6 separate regions of the Sus scrofa genome follow, and all the other regions are linked to region 1. The links are chromatin contacts, called in public Hi-C, HiChIP or PLAC-seq and promoter capture Hi-C maps. All regions are on one chromosome and are shown on one strand. The core of a region is the stretch at or near the end of the contact, and the rest is flanking DNA. Distances in the headings are between cores, read along the strand shown. Region 1 holds the start of KLF7 (Kruppel like factor 7). Region 2 holds the start of CCNYL1 (cyclin-Y-like protein 1). Region 3 holds the start of METTL21A (protein N-lysine methyltransferase METTL21A). Region 4 holds the start of LOC102167165. Region 5 has its middle 57 kb from the start of CREB1. Region 6 has its middle 43 kb from the start of CPO.

Region 1 (3,151 bases), core at 391-2,890:
TTCAGCTCTCAGTGCATTTTGGGGAAGCTTGAACGACTAACCACTTAAGGTCAAGCAAACAACTGTTCAACCCCAACAACGTGCGTAGTGCAAGGGTTTCACCTAAGAGACAACAGGGTCTCTATAGATAAAACTCTATATGATAGCTTCAGAAAGTAATTCGGTTCCTCTCCTCTCACCACCGCACTTTGGGCAGGTAGACATCCTCTCTCCAAGCCACATGGGGAGCCTTGCCTTTAACACCAGAGCAAGTTGCCAGCTCCAGCCTGCACCCCACGTCCACCCAGCTTCCCTCTATTGTCTTTAACACACTCCAGTAAAGTGTCCCCTTCCAGTCAGCGCTAACTGGGGGTCTGACCCCGGCTGCATTCCCCCTTCACGGGGTCAGAAGGCAGGACAGGCTGGGGGGCGGGGGGCGCACCGCGGCGCCAAGGGGCGTGGGGGGCGGGGACTGCGTGCGGGCGCGGGGCGGGCACAGGCTGCTCTCTGCGCTCCGCTCCCCTTTGTTCTGCTCCATTGTGAGCGGCACTTTCTCCTCTGGCGCTTCTTCTCTGCACCCTGGCAGCCTGTGGGGAATTCGTGAAGGGGCTTTTGGTGACTTTTTCTTTCCCGCCCCCCACGCCGGTTTATCTTTTAGGAAGTGAGGAAGTCCTTTGCGCTGCCCCTCCCTCGCGGTTCCCCGCCCCCGGGCCTAGGAGGTAGGTGGAGTGGGAAGTGGCCGGCCCTCCTCCCCACGCTGGCTTCTCAGTCCCCCGCCCCGCTCCTCCTCCAGGAGGCATCTTAACCCAGCGTTCTGGACTTTCACCTCCTGACCGGCCGCGTCCACGCCAGAACGGCAACATGCGACCCTTTCCCTTCTCAGGGGAACCGGCTCCGAACGCCCTGGCTCCGCTAGGCACCAAAGCGAGGGTCGGAGGCCGGCGTGCAGCCCGATCCCGGCCGCCTCGGCGTCCCCGGAGCCAGCGCAAGTGTCGCCGCGACCCTCCCCGTCCCTCGCGCTCGTGTTACCCGGCAGCCCGGCGGCAGCCTCAGCCCCCTTATATAGCCCTCTAAAAATAGCTCGCCTCGCACCGCCTTGTAAGGCAGCAGGGAGATCCGCAGCGCGCCAATCCAAGCCCGTCGCCAGGACCAAGCCCCGCCCCAGGCCTCGCTTCGTGCTCCCCATTGGTCTTCAGTGACTTCATGAGCCCCCTGTTTACCTTACATGGTCACACGCGGCCTAATGGACGCCCTCCTCCGAGATCCCACGGCTGCGCGGAGAGCCGGGCGGAGGGAGGGAGTTTGGGGAGGGGGAAGAGCAGGAGGAGGAGAAAAGGAGGGGGGGAAGACTACAAACTAGCAAGGATGGGGTGGGGGGTGGGGAGGAAGGAAAGGGGGGGAGAGAAGCGATCGCGAGAAAAAAAAAATGCAACCTCCCAAAATAAAGAGCAAAGATTGCATTAGGAGCGAACAGCGCTGCAGAAATAGATGGCAGCTTCGTGTCAGTGAGTTTGCATCCCCCTTCCTGATCCACGAGCTGGAGTGATTAGAGCCCTGGAAGGGAATTGTTACTCCCGTGGAGAAGTCCCCTTTTCCTGGCAGCCGTCTGCACTGTACACGCTGGATGCCTCTTTCCATCCGCCCCACTCAGTCTCTCCTTTCTCACCTCCTCTCTCCCTCTCTCCTGCATTGATTTTTTTTTTTTTTCCTTTTTAGTTGACTGAAACAAAACAAAACAAAAGGGCCACTGGATGTCTGCCTTCTTGGGGGGTGAGCCAGACAGACTGACAAACAAACAGACCCAACTGTGTTCGGGGGAGGGTTTCTCCTCCCGTTTTGCCCGGCAGCAGCAGCATGGACGTGTTGGCTAGTTATAGTATATTCCAGGAGCTACAACTTGTCCACGACACCGGCTACTTCTCAGCTTTGCCATCCCTGGAGGAGACCTGGCAGCAGGTGAATGATTTAAATTACTTGTGTAAATCGTGTGGCGGCGGCGGAGGCGCAGGGGCTGCGTTGGTGTGGGCTTGGGGTTGAATTTTGTGTTGTTGTTGTTTATTTTTTTCCCCCTTTTTGGCTGTTTGTTATTTAAAATGTTTTCGGAAACAGTCATCTGCTTACCTCTCCACCCACCCCCTAACCCCTTAGTGTGCCGAGCTGAGCAGCCGGTCTGAGCTGCCTGCGTTTCAGTCGCCAACACGCATCCTTGCGCACACGTTGTCGAGCTCAGTGTCCCCCAGCAGAGACCTCCCTAACTTCTGGGGTTCGGAGGAGAGGGTTGGGAAGGTGGTTTGGGTTACAAGTCGTCGGTGACAGGTACCGCTTCCCTATATGCAGGAGCTCTACCTACTTGAATCTTGAACCTTAAATCAGGTTCATCTCTTTCAACTGTGCTAACGACCGTCAGGTGGAGGGGAGGCGGTAGGAGCAAAGCGGAGTGTTTTCCCAGTAATTAGGGAGTATCTGTAAAGAATAGAAACTTGATTTTGAGATTAGAAGGTGGGCAGAAAGAAGAGGAGCCCAGTGATAAGAGATACTTGAGGATATTTCCGAGGAGGACTGGAAGATGTTATCTGTCTAATGCTGAACGTGCATTGTAGGTCTTTCCAGTGCAACGTCTTCAGAAAGAGAACACCTTCTCTATGTGTGTCCTTGCTTCTCTTTTTTTGGAGGGGTCCCTCTCCACTTGGCACAACCTCTGACAAAGGGTGATGTGTACTTCCATGCCTCTGACTTTGTCTTAGAGGACTAGTTAAGAAACTCCTAAGATGCTGAAGGGCACTGATGCCAAGTTGGCTGGGTGTCCCAGTAAGGGGGAAGTGGGGCTGGTGACAAGTTCCCTGGGCTTTGTGAAGTGGAATAAAGAAAGTGCTGGTCAGTGGAAAGTGCTAGATCTGCTGCGGAAATGGTGGTTTTCTCAGTAAGGATTAGGAGCTGCTGAGGGGACATTAAATGCAGGAAAGATGGTGGATGGGGGAGTGGAGGAACACGAGTAGTCTTTCAAAATTCTGCAGTGTGCATCATGGAAAGTCCAAGAAGACGGTTTGAATTTGCACATTGGAAGTGCGAACCTGCATGGTCCGCCTTGGAAAAACGTGCTTGCCCTTGAGGAGGGGCTGCAAGAAGCTTGGTGTGTGGCTGCTCGTGTAACTTCTCCGCTCCGTGACAGCAG
Region 2 (3,151 bases), core at 465-2,964, 490 kb before region 1:
CCTAAGAACTTTTACCTGAACATTCTTCCAGTTGAATAGGAATTCTACCGGCAGGAGGGGGGGGGGTGGGGGGGGGGAGAAGAAAGGGAGTCATGGAGACACTTTTCTGCAGAATCTGACATCTTAACTCCCAAATCTTCATATTACAAATTAAAATCTGAATTTGCTTTCTTCTGTTTTGAAACGTTTAACAGTCTGGTGAATCACCTCACCTCTTCTTTAAAACTGGCAACGTGTAAATGAAGTCGGTTAAGGCTGCGGGGCTGAAGACAGTTGTGTCCAAGTGGGAATTTGAAAGTAATCAGAACCCCGTGGGTTCGAATTTGGGTAAAAAAACTATTCTCTGCAGCCGTGGCAGTAACATTTCAAACGTTCGCACTTATTTGAAGCCCCCCGCCCCCAATCATTTTCTTTATTTTCGTGCTCAAATTACAGTTAGAAGGAAGAAAGCAGCTTCTATCAGGGCGACTGAAAACGTTAAAATTCAAATAATTTTACCGAAGAACGCCATATAGACTCTGTCGATCTCTATTTTGAACTTAAATAACAAATTCTGGAATGCGTCTAAATTGTATCAACTGCCTTAACTACCTTACCTGGTTCCTTCACTTAGGTACCATCTGGATAGGTAAGGATAAGGAGGTGGGATGGATACGCCATAGTTGGGTTATTTAAGTTTTCACTGAGAATACAGAGACTATACCAGAAAGTCTTTATAAAGTCCCACCAGGCGTTAATAAAGAGCCGCAAACAGGAAGGGTCGCAGACCGGAGGGTCTCAGACTGGGGTGGGAAATGGGAATGGGGGAAAGAACTGGGCTTTCGGGTAGATTAGAGGAAAAAAGACTGGCTGGACGCGACGGGAAAAGAATAAGGGGTGGGGACGCCAAGCAGAACCAGCCTTCATCCCCGGTGCCCAGCCCTGGGAAAGCCAGCTCCGGGCAGGAAGGAGCCCTAGGCGGCGGCTCCCTCCCGGGGGAACCCTGGGGGCGGCGGAGGCCAGAGGTAAGCCCGAGAACAGATGCAGCCGGCCCCGCGAGGGGCGAGGTGCGCCTACCACCGCCTTACCTTCGGGCATCTCCCGGTCGCTGATGTGCTGCAGGTGGTGGCCCTCGCCGGCTCCGTAATCCAACTCAGCTGGTTCCACGGCAGCCGGCGCGGAAGCTACTGCCACCGCGTCCCCAGCCGCCGCCTCACAGACTTCAGACTCGTAGTCTGGCTCCACCGGCCCCTTGCGCCTGCCCAGCTTGGGGCTGGCATTGGGCGACAAGCAACAGGACAACGTGTTCCCCATGGGGCGCCTCCGCTTCTGGCCGCCACCTCCTCGGCTCGCCCTGCGACTCCGCCGTTCTCAGCAACCGCCCCCTCCCCCAACAATGGCGAGGCCGGCACGGGCAGCCCCGGGCTATGCCGGGGCTGCGCCGCGCATGCAGACGCGGCCTCGGCCCCACTCGCCCGTCCGCCCCGCCGCCGGGCCCGGGGCAGGGCTCCGGCCCCGGCCGCACCCCCGCCGCCGCGCCGCTGCCGCCTCCCCGGAGCCAACTAGTCTGTGAGGGCGGTGACCAGACCGGCTTATTTAAAAGGGGTGGGGACCCGACAAACGCTGAGACGCGCAGCCACTGCCGGGAGAGAGCGCAGCCGGAGCTCCTCCTCCTTCCGCCGCCGCCTCCCGACTGAAAGCCTCGCCTGGCTGGCCCCTGCCAACCGGAACGCGTCCTTTGGTCACCTGGTTACGACGGACCAATCACATCTAGAGTTCCCTCCACGCGCCCGCCTCAAGCGTAGGCACGTGACTCATAATGCCCCGCCCCTGCCCATCGGCGCTCCGCCCCCCGCGAGGCGCGCCCTGAACTCTGGTTTCCATTCATCTCTCACGGCTCGGAGCTTTCCGGTCCTGCGGAAGCGTTGCGGGAGTTTGTTAACTGAAGCTGTCCTGGCTGAGCGGGCTCTATAAAATAGCCCCTTAAGTAAAGAGCCAGTTCGTTAGCAACTTGGTTTCGCTAGGTCTGACGGCTGGCTCATTTGATGTACTGCTCAACGAACTTAGTTACACCCGAATTGTTGACCGTTTTTGTAACTAAATGCTCCTCTGTTCTGCCTTCAGTTTGACCACAGCAACCCCCGGGGCCCTGGTCTTACCTTCAGTAAAAAGCTGTGGCAGTGTCTTGAATAAGACTCGAGGACACGTCACCCCTACACTTCCTCATCGGTAAAATAGGCACCGAACTCGTTCCTTCCACTTCTGAAACGCGGGGATTCAGCAACTCTTTCTCGCCAACGCATAAAGCACGTTTTTCTCATACAAAATTGAGAGTCACAAAGTGGAGTACCACGGTCTTGAATTGATGAAGGAGGTTAACGATAGCTAACATTTGGCGAACACTTAATACGCGCCCGACCCTTTCCAAGTGTGGTGCTCATTAACCCTTGAGAACAAAACCATCAGGAACACAGATTTTCCATAAATTAAATAACGCTCCCAAGGTCACCTAATTGCTCAGGGGTATGGCCAGGATTTGATCCCTGATAGTGTGGATCCCTAAAGGGGTGGGGACGCCAGGCAGAACCAGCCTTCATCCCTGGTGCCCAGCCCTGGGATTGTGATTATCAGGAAATAAAGACAGAAATCAAATTTGGTTGGAAGTGGCACAGCATATCAGGATTTTATTTTATTTTTAAGGAGGGACAGCTTTTTGATGTGGATTTTAAAATGCTTTCCCTTCATTCAGCATTAATTAGCGCTCCCTATGTGCCCGGCATTGTGTTTGGGGAAATAACCCTGCCCTCAGTGAGCTTAGACACCTGAGAAAAACAAAGGCTTTGAAAGTCCAATTGTCTGAGGCCACACTGCTGCAGAATACTTGAACCTGAAATTCAAACCTAGATCTGCCTAACCCCAAAGTAGATGCTGGGGTAAAGAGTTTGAATTGTTTCCCAGAAACATGAGAATCATTGAATGTTGTGAAGGTAAGATGTCCCTATCAGGTGGTTTGTAGTTAGGTCACTCTGGACAATAAGGAGGATTGAAGGACACAACAGGACCAATTGAGAGACTTTATATTCATCTAAAAGAAAAGAAAGGGTTCAGACTGAAAGCAGTGGCAGACTGGAGTGGAAGGAAAGGATATGAGGCCATTTGGGAGACAGAAGTG
Region 3 (3,151 bases), core at 472-2,971, 410 kb before region 1:
AGAGAGCCAATCTGAAAAGGCTACGTACTGAACCATTCCAACTATATGACGTTCTGGAAAAAGGAAAACTATGGATAGTTTAAAAAAAAAAAAATCTGTGGTTGCCAAAGTTGATGTGTAGAGGACAGAGGATTTTTTAGGAAGTACAACTAACTACTCCGTATGATATTATAATGGTGGATACACATCTTCTACATTTGTCCACGCTCACAACATATATAACACCAACAGTGAACTCTAATGCATAAACTGTGGTCTTTGGGTGACAATGATGTGTCAGTGTAGGTTTATCAGTTGGAGCAAATGTACCATCCTAGCGGGAGATGTTGATAATGAGGGAGGCTATGCATGGAACAGAGAGTGTGTGGGAAATCTTGCCAACGTTACTGTGAACTTAAAATTGCCCTCAAAAATAGAATGTATACATGTATGTGTGAGTGGGTCACCTTGCTGTACAGTAGAAAATGGACAAAACACTGTAAACCAGCTATAATGAAAAAATAAAAATCATTATAAAATAAAAAACATTGCTCTCAAAAATAAACTCAATCACATAAAAAATTAATAATAAAGAAGCAAAGCTAAAGAAAAAAAAAAGAGTAAAAGACCTTCACCAGTGACCTTCAAAGTTCCGTTCAAATCAACTTTGCAGTCCCAGGGCCCCACCCACGCCTCCCTCCTCCAGGAAGGAAAAGGAAATGTGGACAGAGCCCGGCACGCCCCCTGCGGGATGCGAGGAGAGGGGGTGGTTTAGGTCTGGCTCAAGCTTCTAACCAGTGGCCGCGGGGCGCAATCACCAGGAAAGCTCTAAAAAAAAATGCCAAGGCTCGGGTCCCACCGCACACCAGCTGAAACTTTCCCCTGGCAGAGTCCTGGTCTGCGGAGATGAAAAGCGCTCCGGTTTATTCCAACGTGCAGGGAGAGCTGAAAATCGCCCTCTCCTGAGAGTGCGGCGGCGGGGGGGTCACGGCGGCTGGGAGTCCAGATCCGAGAAGAGAAAGAATCTTTCGGAGAGAAGGATGCGGCCCCTGCCGCCGTCACATTCTTGGGTGCTCACTTCAAGCTGAGCGCTTCCCAAGGGCCTGCGGCCAGGTGCCACACTCTCAGCAACTTTCGTCTGGAGAACGGGTGTTCGTTCCCAAGCCAGGGGCGCTAACTTTCTGTCCGGGGAGGAAGGAAGACCTGGACCTCCGGTCTACACCGGGCGCCCCGCTCGGCTTTTGCTCTCTAGTTGAGAAGGGCTTTGTCACGTTTCCCACTCTACCGCCACGGAGCGCCGGATTGCACCAATTCGAACCTCACTTTGCTAATACAAGGACGGATGGGTGACCACGTATTCTTTGGAGCGAATTTTCTCCTACACCCGCTAACTAGCCACCCTTAAAACTAAAAACAGGCAAACACACACGTTTAAGAAACACACACAAAAAGACGCGCGCGCCAAAACGAGCGCATAGATAAGCGGCCCCAGCACCAGGTGGGCGGCCTCCCACTCCCCGGTCGCCACGGTACCCACGCCTTCGGCGCTCCCGCCCGCGGCTCTGCACCTCGCTCTCCCGGGCCCCCCGGGAAACTGACTTGGCCGCAATCCCCTGGGGACCCACGCGGGGGAGGGCCCGCCCCCAGCCAGCACTTGTCCTGGGAAGGCGGGGAGCTGGGAAGGCGGGGAGCCGGAAACGCGTGGCCCCAGCGCGGGCTGCCCACCTCCGCGCGCGGGTCATTTCCGCCGCCGACCTCGGGGCGGGGAGAGCAACGCGCGCACCAACCCGGCGCCGCCTCGGGAGCCGTAGGTAGAGGGGAGGCTGCGCTGCCGGCCGGGGTGTGTAGCCCGCCCGGCTCTTGGGACGCTGAGCGCGCCTTCGGCCTTCGGCAGGGAGGCCGCGGGCGCTCCCGAGATGGGGCAGGAAGCCCGCGCGTCTGGGGATCCGTAGCTCCCGGCCCGATCCCGCCGGTTCCCGCAGCTTTGGGGCCCGCGGGAAGGACGTACGTACCTGTCGGACCTTCAGTGGGGCGGGCGGGGGTCAAGACTATGAGGAGGTCTCCGAGCCGCGGTGCCCCAATCTATCCTGGACCCGGGGTCTCGCTCGCTGAAAGCGACTCGGAATCCACTAGCGTCTTTCACTTCCAGTGCAAGAAATGTAACTGCGTTGAGCGTGTATAGCCGGCTGGTGTCGTAAAGCGGGATAATCTTACCGTTAACCCTTCATTTAAGTTCAGACGTCTGTGGGGTCGCTCTTGAACGCAACGATTTAGAGAGAGCAAGGAAGACCAAGAAAGAAACAACAATATAATGCCCTGCCCAACGCAGCGGCTTGCAGCTGCAGTCTACACGGGCCCCGGCAGTTTAGAAAGCGCTACTTTCTCCGCAGTCCTGGGCTGTCACCTCTACTTTGCTCACTCTTCGCTCAGCTGCGAATTCGTCGAGCGGCTACAGCACGAACTCAGAGCGATATCTCACTTCCCAGAAGAGCCATGTAAAAGGAATGAGACAAAGGCTTCTTTCCTCGAGTGTTAATTATTTTGAACTCGTAAAATGACCTTAAGAAAGCAATTGTAGCTACTTAAGAGGTAATAATACTTTTTCTGGCTAGAAGCATCACGCAGAATTCTTTTGCTCCACAGCTTTGAGGGAGCAGGGAGCTGGGCTCGGACGAGATGGCCCTGGTGCCCTATGAGGAGACCGCAGGAATGGGGCTGCAGAGATTCCACAAGCCTCTTGCCACCTTCTCCTTTGCAAACCACAGGATCCAGATCCAGCAGGACTGGAAGCAGCTGGGAGTCGCTGCCGTGGTTTGGGACGCGGTAAGTAACCCCCGGGGGGAGCCTCCAGCAACTGATTATAAGACTGGTCTTTATTTTTTTTTAATAATAGTTTTATTGGGATATAATTCTATACCGTACATTTCATCTATTTAAAGTAGTTTGGTTTTTGTTTTTTTTTTTCTTAAGTAAATCCACGGAGTGGCCCAACTGTCGCCACACTCAATTGAAAACATTTCATCATCCCACTCCCTTCAAAAAAATTTCTAGGAGTTCCTGTAGTGGCACAGTGGTTAACAAATCTGACTAGGAACCATGAGGTTGAGGGTTCGATCCCTGGCCTTGCTCAGTGGGTTAAAGATCTGGCATTGCTGTGAGCTGTGGTGTAGGT
Region 4 (3,151 bases), core at 388-2,887, 330 kb before region 1:
GAAAACCAGTAATCTACAGTATCATCAATCCTATAATTTCCTCAGTGTTTGGAAATAAAACATCTTTCCAATCCTATGGGAAAACTCTTTATTATATCTTCTTAATCAAGTTTCTTGGCAATGACAAAATGTTAATGTGGTTTTTTAAAGACTTGCAATACAGCAAGGCAGGTTTTGCAAAAGTGACTTGGATAGAGAAAATCAGAAGACAGTGCTTCTACTAACAATATTTATTCCTAACAAGAAACCTTGTATCAATCACAATTCTATCACACTGTGACAGATATTTTGAAAACAAATCCGAGCTCGTCTTTTGTACCACCTAAAATAACCATTTTGGCTTTACTTTCAAATTAGGAAATGAGTGTAAAAGATTTCAATAGCTGGCGACGAAAAGCATCTTTTATACTTAACTTTAAGAAGGCAGAAATGAAGCAAGCTAAGGCTAGCACGAAATTCTAACTTCTCAAGAAGGGAAGTAAGACAAACTTAAATAGGTCATATCTCTGGTCCTTTAAAAATTGTCTTTTAATCTTTGATGTGTCAATGACTTTTCTGCTGTCCCTTTTCCCTAACAGGCAAAGAAAAAATAAATCTTGTGGTTTAAATTATTGTCGGTCTGAGGCTGGGGTTACCTAGTACAGGAGACAGATAATGGATACTTTTAGATACCTATTTTTAGAATTAGTATTAACCAATCTCTTATTTGCGTGAGAAACACGGTAGGGGTTCGAGGGTAGATCTTGAAGACCCAACGCCAAAGGCACGTCAGGCCAAAAAAAAAAAAAAAAAAGTGATGTAAAACAAAAGTACATCGCCTAATATTCGTTTCAACGAAGTGTTTCAGAATGATAGCTCTCAAGTGAGCATTAACCTTATTGAAAAGGGTTAAAACCGAAACTTGTTCTCAAACATCAGCTTCCCTTTTACAAGATCCCAACAGTTTTTAAAAAGTTATTACAAATATGTTTTTCTTAGCACCCCCTTCCTCCCCCAAAGAATGCATTTCCATGACTACTAACTTAAAAAAAAAAAAAAGAGGGTGAGCAAAGAGTCAAAAATTATCTTAAAAAGCGCGAGTTCTCATCGCCTCATCTAAGCAGAAAAGCACAGAAAACAGCATTTTCCCAGTGGGGTGGGAGCCGAGGGAAAAGGCGTGAATAAAATACAGTACGAGAGGAAACCTTGGGTTTCGAACTTTATTGCACAAAGAGAGTGGAGAGGAGAGTAGGTCAGACGCAGCAGCGCTTCCCCTCGCGAAGCGGGCATGGCAGACACGGAGGCGACCAGGAAGGCAGGCACCTTCACCTCCTCTGCCCTCAACTGTCGCCTTCTTCCTCCTCCACCCCCCGCGGGCACCCCGGCGCGCTGCCCCGGCGGACAGCGGGCCGGGTCAGGCTGGGCCGGGGGCGAGGCGGGCGGCGGGGGCCGGCGAGCGGCGCGGTGGGCATTGCCGGGCCGGGCCGGGCCCGCGGGCGGCCTCCCCCGGGGCGACTCCGGGCTCCGGGCTCCCGGCTCCGCGCCCGGCCCGGCGGCGGCGGCGGCGGCGGCGGGAACGCGGGCGCCAGCTTTCCGCGGCCGGCCGCCCGCACACACCCCCGGCCGCCGGCTCCCACCCCGCCCGCCGCCCCCCGCCATGAGCGCCGCCGCTGGCTGCAGGCAGAGTCGCTGCCGCCCCGGCCGCCGCTGGCTCCAGTCCGCCGCCATTATTCTTTGTTCGCTGCGAGCGGCGGCGATGGTGTGGGGCTCGGGCGGAGGCTCCATCTTTACCGCGGCCCCTCCTGCGAGGGGAAGGCCCCGAGCGCGGGTGTCCGGCGCCTCCCCGTCCCCCCTCCGTCCCCCCGGCTCTCTCCGGCTCCTGCCTCCTCCTCCTGCTCCTCTTACCGGTGGTACAAGCTCCTCCGTCACTGCTTTCGTTCGCGGCCCGGATCTCGCTGGAGTTTTATTCTCTCCCCCACGTAACACACCGCGTCAAACTACACCTCCGCCGCGTCACTCACCAACACTCCGCTTCTCCCAGCCGCCCGGGCCACAGGCAGCAGCAGCCGCCGCCGACTGAGGACTCGCAGCCAGGGAGCCAGCCAGCGCCGCCCAGTGCCGAGTGCGCAGCGGCCGCGCACGGAAACAGCCGAGCTCGGCCCGGTGGAGCTCGAGCGGCCCCGCCCTCCGCTCTGGAGGCGGAACTTGCCGAAGACCTTCGGGTTCCCTCGGGCGCGGCGGAGGGGTTCCGCGGGATGAGGGAAGGAGAAGGTGGGCTGGGGCGGGCGGCAGGGTGGGGAGGAGTGGTCTACGTCTCCTCGCTGGGTATAGACGGATAAAACCGGCTGCGGAAATTTGCAGGAAGAAGTTGGGCTTGTGTGTGGCCGGGTGGGGAATTCCCGAGGGGTGTCGACGGCTTGTTGGAAACCCCCGCGCCGGCTGCCTTTCGGCGGTAAGCGGCGGGTTCTAGGGCGGCTACGGCGAGCCGGGTCTGGGCTTCGGAGCACCGCCGGCTCGGGGACTTTCAGACGCTGCCGGGACGAGGGTGACGCAGCTCCGGGTCCGCAGTCCTGCGAGGCGGGGAGGAAGGCTGCTGCGGCTCTGCGGTCGCCCCTGACCCCTGGGGCCTCGGCCGGGCGATGGGCCTCAAGGCCGCGGCGCTGACCCGGTCCTGCCCACGGGCGTCGTGGGTCCTGGTGGGGAGGGTTTTCCCTCTCTGTGGGCAGGCTGGCTGGCTCTGCTCTGAGAATCCAGTGAGAAACCTGGCGGCCGCCAGTGGGGCTATTCTGTTTCGGGGGGCAGAAGCTCTGGGACTTCGCGCGCCTGGCGGGGTTTAGCGCGGCAGCGAGGGTGGCCAGGCCCGTCGGTCACATCTTTGGCCTCCTAGCTATGACCTGCTCTGACCGAGGTTGCTCTTTAACACTCTCGGAATGTCTTCCCTTCCTCCCCGCCCCGCCCCGCACCATCCCGTGTCGCTGTCTTTTCACAACCCGTTTTCTCCGGCGCTGGTTTGCACCCGCTGCACCCTTTTCTTCGCCACCTACTCCCTCTCTAAACCGGCAGCGTGACTTCCGTTGCCGTTGCCTCGAAGCTACTGAAACTGCTCTCGCAGAGGTCACCCGAGACCATGATACTGACTTTCCATTATCCTTTTTTTTATTGAAACCGGCAG
Region 5 (3,151 bases), core at 371-2,870, 270 kb before region 1:
AAACCTCCCAGGCAGTTTAGTAGATAAAATGTGGCCGCAGCTGTGGGCAGGTGTTGGTTCTGCCACTTAGAGACTTGCTTTTCCCCATCTGTGAACAGAAGGTAATAACAGCATGGATGTATAAAATAGAAAGCGCTCAATAAACATTGGAGGAAACGCAGTGAATTTTTGGGTTTTAATCGAATGGATTGCTAACATTTAAAAATCTGGAGAGACCACGTGAAATTTCTCCGGTTTCATTCACGCACGTGACTGGCCTGGCTTGTGCAGGCATTCGGGTCGATGTCCCTCCCCGTGTCCTACCGTCTCCCATTGTCTATTCATTATCTTCGTATGACAGTGAAAACTGCACCAGGGCCAGCAAGAACAGCCGAAGGAAGGGGAACTTTGTGTTTTTCCCCCAGGTTGCAGAAGATGATTGCGCGTCACCCTAACCGCTCTGCCGTCTTTTATCTGAGCAATCCCAAGCTCTTAGCGCTGCAGTTTAATCTAATTTGTTTCTTTTGTCAGATTTCATTTTGAGGTTGAAGCCTTTGAGAGACTAGGAAAGGGCATTTCCTATGGGGAATTTGGCTTCATTCATTTCTAGGTGGCAGGTTGGGGTGGGGGGTCAGGATTGTCAAACAGGGGAGGACATCTGGGGCCTGATGGGAGAACAAAAAATCCCTCGAGACAGACCGAGGACAGTGACGCTGGGACATCCTTTCTCCATTTTTCCTCTACCCCTATGTGTTAGGGTTTTCTTATTTTTAGTTTTTACCTTGAAAAAAAAAAAGAATTTGTGATTTATGAAATAAGGTTTAAAAGGTTATTTCCTCACAGCAGGAAGCTTCCCACTCCCCGCCCCCCAGGCCATGGGGGAGTTTAACCGTCCTCTCCTCTGACTTCCAGAACTCTGCCAAGTAACCGAAGGAAACCACCCCTTGTTTATCCAGTTCTTTGCAGTTAAAATGTTCAGTGACAATGCGCCTGTTGGAACCGCTCTTGGGGTGGCAGCAGACACTCAGAATGGTGTTTCCATTTAACTTATTGCATTTCAGCTCATTGAAAACCATAGCACATCGAAGGGCTGCTGCAAGAACACTTTTCAGACTATAAATCGGGGCTGGAGGAGATGCTTAATTAAATCAGTCCTGAGGTTACAGGAAGGAAAAGCAAACCTCACCCTCCCAGAGTTGACCCGGTTCAAGTAATGTGGCAGCTAGAGAACTTGGGAATGTGATGTTGGCCTAACGGACAGACACCAGAATGAGGCACTTCCCTGCCTGCCTACCAAGCAAGAAAATGCTTGGAGAGACTGCTGATGGCTCTGACCTTCCAATTTAATTCTGTGTGCAAAAAACGCACGTGAAGATGGCCAGAGAGGCTGAATTGCTGTGTTTTAGATTATAATGCCAATGACAGACTTTTTAAAAAAAGAAATTATTTCTACAGAATTCTGTTACTGGCTAACAGGCACTTGAGAAGCATGGAGTCTATCCTGTACGGGGACTCCGTGTTTGAAAGGGTAAATCATTAACTAAAACCATCCTTTCATGAATGAAGAGACCTGGTTAGAATTTGGGATTCCACCTAGTAGAGTTTGCCATAGAGGTGAGCTCATCCACACAGAGCATCTTGGGCAGATCATTAGCAGGGCTAGGGTACAGAGTATATCACCAGCTCAGCAGGGCACAGGCAGGAAGGCCTGCACACCAGCTGGGCCTCTCCTTTCTCAGTGAACACCCTCTGAGGTTCACGGGCCACGTGATCACTCTTCATGCTCACAACATCTTTCGGCAGCCTCCACTCTCCACGCCCCCCCAAATTTAAAGAGAGGATCACATGACTAAGAGAAGAAACACAGGACACACACATGAAATCCTAGCATTTGGTTTTAGCCAGAAGGCAAAAGAGAAGGCGGAAGACTAACTAAGCAGGCCGGCTGCCCGTGTGGGTCACAGGGTTCAGCCTAGGCCAGATCACATGGTCTGCTGATGATGCCACGTAGAGGAGAAGAGGTTGCATGCACCCTCGAGGGGTCCCCGGCTGGGTCCAAAAATTACGCCAGTGCAAAGGCAGATGAACAGGAGAAAAGCATATGCATTTATTTAATATAAGTTTTATGTGACTCAGGAGCCTCCATAGCAAATGAGGAACTGCAAGAGTTAAAACTGAGAGTTTCTGCCAGGGTGGATGACATGGAGAGTTGTGGAAGGTAAGACAGGATGGGGAGTATGAGCTAAATGTAGTAACCGGGGACTTAGGAAGGCCCGTTGGTTGGGATTCTTCTCTGTTCCTTCCCCCTTGAGAGATAAGGATGCTCCTTTCCTCCGTGTACAAGGTGGCGCTTCTCATAGGAGGCTCTGGCCTGCTTTATGCGGGAAGCGTAGGGGAAGGAGGCCAGAGAGCCCTTCCTGTACCTGCTGTCTCCCCAAACTCCATCGGCTTAAAATACTCAACACACCAAGGTGCTGGGTTTCCGATAAACTGTCCCAAACTCCATCAGTCAGGATGCGAAACAAAGGAGTCAGTGCCTAGGAATCGTCACCTCCCTCTCATACCTATTGTCATATATTGATCACACTTGCTTTTCATTCATAATTTTCCATGACTCATTATTTCCCATGATACATCACATCAACCCCGTTAGCCCCTTTGGATCTATTTGTTAGCTGATCAATTCTTGTTAGGACTTTAGGTTAAGTTAATAGTCAGAGGAGGAGGGGGGAGAGCGTTAGGGGGAAGCACGGATTCACCTCTCCTGTGTCTGAGTAGATGGTCACAGACCACTCCCCTGGCCCCTGTTTTTATCTGATCCCTTCCTCTCCAGCCCCTTCTTAGTTTCCTCCTATTTTCCTCTCCCCTACGAATTACAAAGCCCTGAAAACCCTCCGAGTTTGTGATAGAGGTCCAGGGTTTGCCTCACTCTAAGTGGCAACCCCCCCCCATCCCCACATCCTAATTAATGAGTGACAAAGAAATTAATCAGACCTAAGGACAGCCCAGCCACCGTGTGTATGAGGGGCCCTCAGAGCAGGGGAGCTGAAGGCAGGGAGTTGAGATCTGGGGCTGAGGTGACAAGATGTTTGACTTGGGTGCCGCTCAGCTGTAAAATCGGGGGCCACACCGGACCAGCTTACGGCTGGTTCTGGGGTTCCATGAGTTGGTG
Region 6 (3,151 bases), core at 280-2,779, 260 kb after region 1:
ATTTAATGAGTTGGGCACTTGTCCTTGGACCTTTAAATGTTGGAATCCCTTGGTGGGCTCTGCTTCTTTGAGAGTGAAACCACTCAGGACAGGACTGGACTGCATGGATCATAGCTTAGTAGCCATTACAGTTTTTTAATTGAAAATTTAAATAATTCTAATAATTCAATCAATAGTCTTATCAAACTACTGGCTAGTTACAAAATCTTTCATATGGGGCTTTTCATTCAATGGATGTTGGCTGGACACCCCCCTCTGTTTTGATTTTTTCAAGTTAGACCTGAGGCATGCACACATTCATCATTGGTCCAATTGACTTATTTACTTACTCATGAATAATGTATGAACCCCCTTGAGCTCATCCTCTTCTATTCAGAGTTCTAGGTATGGTGGGAAGTACACAGATGAAGGAAACAGGTCACTCCTTTCCAGAAGCCTCTAATTTGGTGTGCTAGGATGATAGCAGCCTCCAAAGACATGTCTACATCCTACTCCTTGGAACCTGTGAATGTCACTTCACTTAGAAGAAGGGTCTTTGCAGAGGTGATTAAGAGAAGGATCTACTATGAGAAGATGGCTGAATTCTCTGGGTGGACCCTAAGTGTCATCACAAGTGTCCTTTTAAGGGAGAGACAGAGATCTGGAGCACCCAGAGAGAAGATAAGGCAATGTGAAGACAGAGCAGAGGATCTAAGTGATGGGGTCATCAGCCAATGAACACCAGAAGTTCCCGGCAGACATAGAGGCTAGAAGAGGCACAGAGCAGAATCCCCCACAGAACCTCCAAAAAGAATACAGCCCTGTTGACACTTGGGCTTAGATTTCTAGTTTCCAGAACCGTGAGAGAATACATTTCTGTTGTTTCAAGCCACCCACTTTGTGTGCTTTGTTACAGCAGCCCCTGGGGATCTAATACATTTGGGATGATGGTGAGGCTAAGCAACTGCAATGATAGCAACTATAATAGCTAGTACCTACTGAGCACCAGTATGCTAAACATTTTATGTGCATCATTTCTTTAGTGCTCCGAACAATACTCTCAAGCAGGTACCATGGGCACCTCCATTTTATGCATGAGGTCACCCAATCTCCATGTGTTAGAAAACATTCCCAGTCTTCAGCCCAATTAGAGGCATTCAAGCACTAAATACTGAAAAAATACCTTCTAACTCATGCCTTATGTAATAAAAACACACACACCCTCAACTCTAAAATCCAGATTGCTCATGTGTGCTAAAATCACGACAGCTTCTTTCTAGAATTTCTGATAGAAAAATTCTGGGGGAAAAAAAATCTGGATCGTTTAATTGAAGCGTCACTTTATCCTTTGGGCCTTTATTTTACTGATACTCTAAGCCATACTTCATCAGCCTAATAAGAAAATTGCTATCTCTGCTTAATGCAATAATGCGTAAATGCCTTCAGGAAACATGGAGTCACCAGTTTTGCTGAAGCAAAGCTGTTTATAACAGTCACGAGAGAGGAAAGCAGAACTTTGGTTCTCTGGTGGCAGAGGACAAGGGAAATCAGATCTGGACCTGATCCTGTGCTAAGAAGTTGGTAGAGCAGACTAAGTAAGGATTAGACTAGTGACTAGGGGTCATTTGGTGACTTTGTGCCGAGACCAGCTCAGCAGGATGGGGCCGAAGAACGGGTGCTGTGAAACTTAAGGAAAAAAGTGAACATAAAACAAGACACAGAGACATTTATCTTAAGTAAATGTGGGAACCGGGGGACGCAAGGTCTCAGGGACCAAGAGCACTGCCTTAAGAAACCACACTGCTTTTATTGTGTTTTTTTAGGATTATGTCATGTGAGAAAGGGGTTGTAGGTTCAGGATATAGGTTTTTTTTTAAGTTATTTTTAAAGTCGCTGATTAAGCTTTTATTCTGACCTTTAGGCATTTAACAATCATTAGCATATGAGGAAGCTTGGCGTCAGCCATCTATGCATAGCATTCCAGAGAATCTTCACTGTGCTTCCGAAAAAGGCATGCCTATCTGCCTAGGTTTGCACCTCGGTTCTTCTTTGCTAATGCATATCCAGCTAACGACCCATCATAAACCCCTTGGGGCTATGGGGCTCCTCTTTTATTCTTAAGAGGACTTATCATGCTGCGCAAACAGCGTGCCAGTCCGCACAAGTCCAGCGTGCCTAGACCAACGCATTAAGTCCTCATTCAGCTGACCCTATGAATAACTTATGCCTTTAGGTCTTTGTTCTTAAGCTTAAGTCATTCACCGTCACTGTGACTGTTTTTCAAGCAGGAAGGTGGCGTAAAGTAAAGCAGGACAAGATAGAGTTTTCAGCAAAGAGGCTAAGACAATATTGTAGAAACATGTCTCGTGACAACTTTGAACTTACAGTGTTTGGGGTGAGGATAATGGCGGGTTGAAGGGTTTAAGGAAGAAAAATGAACAGTGTGGAAATGGAAGCAGCTGGGATAAACTTTTTCCTGCAGGTGCCTGGCAGTGGAGGAAGGAGACAAACAGTAGGAGGGTGGGGGGAGGGGCAGGTGGGCATCAGTGGGTCACGTCTCTTTCTGAAGGAGAGACCAGGTGAGAGGGTGCCAGAGGAGACCTGAAAGAAAGCCAGTGATTCCTTCCAGCCCCAGGGGAAAGCAGAGGCTCTTCCAGGGCTCCAAAGCAAATGGATTGAACTCAGCACAATAATTCTCCAAGTGTCCCAGGGGGCACTGGAGGGCCCTTCCAAGAGCCTAAAATCAAATTTCAGAAACACTAACGCTTTGATAATGCCTATTCCTTTAGTTTTGCATAAGTCAATACATTCATTCAAAAAAATATTTTACTAATATTTAAAGCAGCTGAGAACAGGAATTATGCATTTCCTTCTCACCCTGGCACAGCACATGAGGTGAAGGAATGAAGGGTATCTAACAGCATGACTGCCGTGGGTGCTCTGTGACCTGGGGCAAGTTACTTAGGCTGGTTCCTTGATCTCCAAAGGGCAGATAATAATATCCCAGCCACAGAGAAGTTAGAGCATTAACAGAGGTAAGAAATGTAAATCATATAGACTAATTGCTGGCACAGCACACATAAAGGTCCTACAAAGCTGTCAAGATCATGTTTTGAGAGGCCAAACAGCAGAGGGGTCAGGATAGAAACTGTGAAGCAAGCATATTTGACCT

The links. Promoter capture Hi-C pulls out the DNA fragments that hold promoters and counts their contacts. Hi-C and Micro-C count contacts between places; a contact is called where the count stands out from the background. HiChIP or PLAC-seq counts read pairs in DNA pulled down with a chosen protein or histone mark.
Region 2: a contact with region 1 is called in a promoter capture Hi-C map of liver, with 2.0 times the contacts expected there. The contact joins the promoter of CCNYL1 here to the promoter of KLF7 in region 1. A contact is called at or near these places in 1 of 5 promoter capture datasets (liver), 2 of 47 Hi-C or Micro-C datasets (embryonic fibroblasts and heart right ventricle) and 1 of 2 datasets of contacts at active chromatin or transcription factors (skeletal muscle).
Region 3: a Hi-C map of embryonic fibroblasts shows a contact between it and region 1, with 5 times the contacts expected there. The contact joins the promoter of METTL21A here to the promoter of KLF7 in region 1. A contact is called at or near these places in 1 of 47 Hi-C or Micro-C datasets (embryonic fibroblasts) and 2 of 2 datasets of contacts at active chromatin or transcription factors (alveolar macrophages and skeletal muscle).
Region 4: a contact with region 1 is called in an H3K27ac HiChIP or PLAC-seq map of alveolar macrophages. The contact joins the promoter of LOC102167165 here to the promoter of KLF7 in region 1. A contact is called at or near these places in 2 of 47 Hi-C or Micro-C datasets (heart right ventricle and skeletal muscle) and 2 of 2 datasets of contacts at active chromatin or transcription factors (alveolar macrophages and skeletal muscle).
Region 5: an H3K27ac HiChIP or PLAC-seq map of skeletal muscle shows a contact between it and region 1, with 7 times the contacts expected there. The contact joins the enhancer-like site here to the promoter of KLF7 in region 1. A contact is called at or near these places in 16 of 47 Hi-C or Micro-C datasets (adipose tissue, alveolar macrophages, brain and 10 more) and 2 of 2 datasets of contacts at active chromatin or transcription factors (alveolar macrophages and skeletal muscle).
Region 6: a contact with region 1 is called in a Hi-C map of liver, with 4 times the contacts expected there. The contact joins the enhancer-like site here to the promoter of KLF7 in region 1. A contact is called at or near these places in 2 of 47 Hi-C or Micro-C datasets (fetal skeletal muscle and liver) and 2 of 2 datasets of contacts at active chromatin or transcription factors (alveolar macrophages and skeletal muscle).

What each region holds. Positions count from the first base shown.
Region 1 is chr15:110,377,591-110,380,741 of Sscrofa11.1, reverse strand. KLF7 (Kruppel like factor 7) reads left to right here and starts at 1,640. Exons shown (of 4, transcript NM_001097487.1): 1 at 1,640-1,935. The coding sequence starts at 1,834.
Region 2 is chr15:110,872,475-110,875,625 of Sscrofa11.1, reverse strand. CCNYL1 (cyclin-Y-like protein 1) reads right to left here and starts at 1,714. Exons shown (of 8, transcript XM_005672131.3): 1 at 1,068-1,714. The coding sequence starts at 1,293.
Region 3 is chr15:110,788,036-110,791,186 of Sscrofa11.1, reverse strand. It overlaps METTL21A (protein N-lysine methyltransferase METTL21A), which reads left to right and starts at 1,721. Exons shown (of 4, transcript XM_003133611.4): 1 at 1,721-1,983; 2 at 2,623-2,802. The coding sequence starts at 2,656.
Region 4 is chr15:110,704,510-110,707,660 of Sscrofa11.1, reverse strand. LOC102167165 reads left to right here and starts at 1,637. Exons shown (of 3, transcript XM_021074736.1): 1 at 1,637-1,835; 2 at 1,897-2,250. The coding sequence starts at 1,637. It overlaps CREB1 (cyclic AMP-responsive element-binding protein 1), which reads right to left and starts at 2,113. Exons shown (of 9, transcript XR_002339130.1): 1 at 1,885-2,113.
Region 5 is chr15:110,646,915-110,650,065 of Sscrofa11.1, reverse strand. No RefSeq gene overlaps it. Among named protein-coding and RNA genes, the nearest start is that of CREB1, 57 kb to the left of the region's middle. Within about 2 kb of position 1,620, at least 28 of the 83 cell types and tissues checked have an H3K27ac peak or open chromatin away from gene starts, as enhancers often do. A contact at or near this core is called in adipose tissue, brain, liver and 3 more, where this site is marked.
Region 6 is chr15:110,120,014-110,123,164 of Sscrofa11.1, reverse strand. No RefSeq gene overlaps it. Among named protein-coding and RNA genes, the nearest start is that of CPO, 43 kb to the left of the region's middle. Within about 2 kb of position 1,529, at least 2 of the 83 cell types and tissues checked have an H3K27ac peak or open chromatin away from gene starts, as enhancers often do. A contact at or near this core is called in liver, where this site is marked.